2 separate regions of the Zea mays genome follow, and region 2 is linked to region 1. A link is a contact called in public Hi-C data. All regions are on one chromosome and are shown on one strand. The core of a region is the stretch at or near the end of the contact, and the rest is flanking DNA. Distances in the headings are between cores, read along the strand shown.

The links. Hi-C and Micro-C count contacts between places; a contact is called where the count stands out from the background.
Region 2: a contact with region 1 is called in a Hi-C map of tassel, with 3 times the contacts expected there. The contact joins the enhancer-like site here to the promoter of LOC103640618 in region 1. A contact is called at or near these places in 2 of 25 Hi-C or Micro-C datasets (ear and tassel).

What each region holds. Positions count from the first base shown.
Region 1 is chr1:179,121,888-179,124,540 of Zm-B73-REFERENCE-NAM-5.0, forward strand. It overlaps LOC103640618 (Core-2/I-branching beta-16-N-acetylglucosaminyltransferase family protein), which reads right to left and starts at 1,343. Exons shown (of 1, transcript XM_008664034.3): 1 at 1-1,343. The coding sequence starts at 956.
Region 2 is chr1:179,501,975-179,504,627 of Zm-B73-REFERENCE-NAM-5.0, forward strand. No RefSeq gene overlaps it. Among protein-coding and RNA genes, the nearest start is that of LOC100383747, 63 kb to the right of the region's middle. Within about 2 kb of position 1,332, at least 10 of the 20 cell types and tissues checked have an H3K27ac peak or open chromatin away from gene starts, as enhancers often do. A contact at or near this core is called in ear and tassel, where this site is marked.

The DNA of each region.
Region 1 (2,653 bases), core at 93-2,592:
GCGAACATGTGTGAGTACGTGCCGTTGGACTTCGGCCTCCTGAGGTCCCTGATGAGGTCGGCGGACACCTCCTCCGGCCGGTACGTGCGCGGGTGGCCGTCGAAGGAGCCGGTCCAGTTGACGCTGGTGAGCGAGAACCCGGCGCACCCGGCGGGGTCCAGCATGTCCAGCAGCGTCGGGAAGTAGTGCTCCTCCGGGTAGCACGAGCGCCGCCTCTCGACGAGGCAGGGCAGCCGGAACTTGCCCCACAGCCGCCTGTCCCCGACCACCGCCACGGCGTGCCGTCTGGCGAGCACGAAGAACTGGGACCCGACGCGGAAGCTCTCGAACGGAACCTCGGGGACCATGGCGCCGTCGCCGCGCGCGCTGTACCGGTCGCGCAGCGTGGGCGCGGCGCCGAGGACCTCGATGAAGCTGCGGTGATTGGGGTCGGCGGCGAGCGCGCGGTGGAGGGCGGGAAAAGGGCGTAGCGGGACGCAGGACTGGGATAGCAGCGCGAAGAAGCGGTTGGCCGGGTCGTCGAGCAGCGCGGCGGCGATGAGGCGGCGCGCGGCGGAGATGAGCGTGGCGGAGGCCCGCTGCGTGGCCTTGCTGCCCCGCACCACGCGGCCGTGGAAGGAGCGCGCGGAGGGCGGGAGGCTGAGCGGGGTGGATGGGTCCGCGTGGACGTAGATGTTGAGCAGGCCGTGGTTCCCCGCGAAGTACTTCTCCCAGAGCGGCGCGAAGGCGAGGCCCGAGTTGGTCAGGAACAGGAACGCCACCTTCTGCTTCGTTTGCCGGTGGGCGGAGGAGGAGGAGGAGGAGGAGAGGAGCACGGCGCGGCGGAACAGCGCCAGGTCCTCCGCCTCGTCGGCGTCCGGGATCGCCGGGAGCGTGCGGGGCGGGACGAGGCGCGGCTCCAGGAAGAAGACGAAGACGGCCGGGACGAAGAGCAGAAGCATGTACGGCGGCGGCATCGTCGGCCTTGCGGCCGACCGAGGCCTCTGGCTCAGCTCAGGCGGTCAGGCCAGGAGGGGTGATGAAGGAACGACGAGGAGGAAATTTGGCGCAAATGGGGAAGTGAATTGCTGTGAGCTACCGTCATTATTACAGTATAATATACTTATAGGGCTGAGCATAGCCGGTTTATGGAAGGCATTTATAGGTGGCAAGCACGATTACAGGTGATCCAATTCCAACCAAGCGTGTTTATGGCACGTCGGCGGCGGAGAACGCGGGCATGCATGGGTCAAGAAACGGAGGGGGGAGGAAAGCGGAGGTAGGAGTGGTCGAGTGGAGACTGGAGACGAAGGGTGGGGTGGCGCGTGCTGCATCGGACCCGGATGGACCTGCAGCCCAGGCGAGGCCGCGGCTGGGCGTGAACTTTTACGCGCCCATTAAAACCAAGTCATCAGGCGCCGCGGGGGGGGGGGGGGGGGGGGGGGGGGGGGGGGGGGGGGCGGTTGCTGATGATGCTTCATGCTTGTCATGGCAAAACCCAGTAGGGATGAAAACGGTCGGAAACGGTATTTATTCGGTAATCAGTTTTTTAGTCGTTTTTCTTTGATTGCGAATAAATAGGACATATAATCTACAATACAAATTTGTATTCTTGTTTTTAACATCCAGCTTGTAAAGATTCATAAAAGGTAAACCTCAAATTCATCCTATATTTTCTCAAATAATAGATATAAACTTCGGTATGGATTCGGAAATAAATTCGGTAATTTTTTCAACGTTTCGTGTTGTAGGGAGCAAATAATACATAAAACAATTTGTGTAATATTTTATTCATATGTGTATTAATGTGCTTGATAATATAAGAAAAGATCAACATTAAATTTTATGCATATCTATTTTAAAATATTAAATTTGTTCTAACAGTTCGGATTATCGTTTTCATCCTAAAACCCACACGTCCATCCTGGCTTGCTTCACGTCAATTTTCGATTGCTACATGTCATAAGAAAACAAGGCAACACAAGTTATAAACATTAGAACAGATGGACGAAGGTTCTTATAAAAAGAAATATGAACGAAGTAACATTATATGTTATGAAAATAAGTGATAAAGTACATGACTCATCTCGTATACCTTAACATTTTTATTCTTTCTTTCTTCCTTCGTATCAAATGAAGTTACATACATATCTTCACCTCCGAAGGCTAAGCAAAACGAATCTAAGACTCCCCAAAAAAGTGAATTTATACATGATACCGTTCATCTATTTATAGGAGAGATAAACGGTTTCATATATTATATGTTCATCTATCGATGACATAAGGTCAACACTTTCTTTTATTTTTTCGTTCTTGCCGCTCAAGACTTCATCTTCTTTGTCTTTAAGACTTCGTACTCGAAGCATACCTCACATCAAAGTTGGTGATTTTCAGTCCGCACTTTCGCTACACACTTTTACAGACGAAGCTTCTGTCCCGAAGGCTAGTTTCACCTGTCCTTCGTTTTGTACTGCTTCAACGACAGATCAGCTTCGTCCGCCCTACATCATATACCTAGAATAGGGATGGCAACGAGCATATTTTACCCCACATGCTCGCAGGTAAAAACCCTATAGAGTGCGGGTTTTTGTGTGAGTTTGTACCCACTGGTACGAGTTTGATTCTCAACCCGATGAGTATGAAAATGTTATACCATACCTGCAAATCTATGTAC
Region 2 (2,653 bases), core at 82-2,581, 380 kb after region 1:
GCCGAGCCAGCCTGGGCACCGGACACTGTCCGGTGCACCACAGGCTGGTGCATCTTTGGCTACTTTTAGCCAGACTTCTCCAATCCAATCTCAGTTGAATTAACAAGATTCCTACCACTTAGATAATATGTTAGTATCCAAAAAACAATTTACTAAGGCCGGGGACATACCTTGATTCTTTGATATGCATCTTTCAACCACTTAGCACTTATGAACTAAAGTAGTTTGTGTTGGTCATCTAATCACCAAAACATTTATAGAAATGGCGCAAAGGCACATTTCCCTTTCAAAGATTACTTGCACCATTTTGATTCACATGATGGTTTGTTGTGGCAACCAACGCAAGGTATGTCCCCTTAAGATGAAGACTCTGTGTAGAGGCGACAATACAGAATGCCGAAACTCAATGGCTTCAGCCCAGACCAAGCAGAGAAGGAAAAAAGACTAGATGGACCTTATTAGTTTTAGTTACTTGTAAACAAATGTTCAAGGGCATGAATGTAATTTTACCCGGACTCGTCCCGTGCATATAAATAAATGAATAGTACCCCGTACTGTTCACGGTGGATTGTAATCGCTCTTGCGTCGTTCTCGCTCTCCCACCTTCCGGCAGCCGAAGGTACCATTGTAATATGAATATTGTTAATGTTTATTAATGTTTAATGAATATAAATGAATCATAAATATATAACAAATATTATCTTCATTCCTCCGTATTATTTCATTTTATTACTTATATTCATGTTTATATTGTAAAATGAATATTCATGTTTATATTGTAAAATGATAAATGTGTGTCCTTCATGACCTTCGTCTGAAGATCATTATATCCGAGAGGAAATAATGTTCTGAAGCACGAAGGTCTTCAACCATTAACAATTGTGTTGCATTGTTCTTTATTAATAGCATTTGAGAACAAATGAAAAACAAAGGTATATTGTAATTCCTTTAAAACTCCCATCTTTCCATCTAACATGTACATAGAGACTAGTTAATAGATGAATAATGCAACTTCTAGTTCTAGGTCATATACTCATATGCGACTATGCGTCTTCATTTCTCGTCTGAACCCTTATGGTGTCAATGTAAAAAAAACTTACGTTTAATCACGAGGCGTGAAACTGACCCTAATGTCTCATTTAGGCCCTAAACGTTCAATTAAACGCTAGGTGAACATTTGAACCCATAGATGACGAAGAAAACAGAGGAGAAACGTGGGTATGATTGCAAAATGGTTTGTTTAGGTGTGATTTCCCTTGCCCTCGGCTCGACCTTTGGTGCAGGATCAAGCACGTAGCCGGAGTAGGGGTGGTGCGCCATGGAGCGGAGGGCTGTAGGGCCTTAGCAGCTTAGGGCACGTGTTGGGCTGTAGTGGCATGGGCCAGGAAAGAGTAGTCCGATGTCTGTATTCCTTATTTTCTTTTTTTTTCTGTTTGTCTTCCTTGTTTTTTTTTTCTGTTTCTTATACTTTTATATTTATTAAACACATACGTTTAATCTACGTTTGCTCTGTCTAACTGTTGGGCGAAGGCATTGTATGGTGTTGAAAGTATTGATGGAACTTTTCCTTTTTGTCTTATGGAGCATGGTAAGATAATTTACACATGAATCCAACTATACTATCTAATGAGAATACATTCCAGTTTCTTTTCTTTTCTCTTGGAGAGAGAGCAATATTGTCATGTGGTTTGGATACGGCATCAAACATAATAACACTGCGGAAGCAGAGCAATCTAGCTTCTGATCACTCTGATGATAAAACTACCCTTACGAGAGACCTACAGTAGTATAGTATTATAGCATTGGAACATTCACGTACTGTTTCTTCTTAGCAACATCTTATGCTAATTGTGGCTGCTATTTTATTCTAGTTGGATTGCAGAGCCATTTATCCTAACTAAGCATGCTGTAATCATTTGTGTAGGATGAATCTCACTTAACTTGACCGGCCCAAAACAAGGACTTGCATTGATAAGTAGTTCGTATGTTGAGACTAATCTGATTATCAAAGGTGATGAGAAGCAGCAGGACAGAGAGCTCAGTAAGGCCTTGTTCGTTTATATTGGATTGCACCCGGAATCGTTCCAGCTAAGGGCTTGTTCGTTTGTTCAGGAATGGACTTGGAATTGTTCCAGCTAATCAAAACTTATATAATTTAGAGAAGAAAACCAGCTAGGAATTGTTCTAGCCCTCCATTCCGTGAAAACCGAACGTCACCTAAGGGCTTGTTCGTTTTGGTGATAATCCACATGTATTGGCTGGGATTGAGCCGGTTTAAATCCATAACAAGTCAAAATTCATCCCAATCCCACTCAATACACTCCAATACACATGTAATATCAATAACCGAACAAGCCCTAATTAATGTTTATATAAATTAGAGAAGCAATCCGGTTAGAAATCGTTCCGACCCACCAATCCGGCACAAACGAACAAAGCCTAAAGGAGTCTTAGAGATTCCAGGCACGGAACGGGCGAGTGTTGAAGGGATGTGAAGGAGGAGCTGCTGCTAACTTTTGCTGCCTTTACTGAGGATGGGGAAATTGCGAGGCGCATTAAGTGTACTCCAAAGCTCAACGGTTCATCACGGTATGAAGCCACCGTTGGTTCTGTCGTGCTGCACGCGAACGTTGTATGGTCGATAATTGATTTC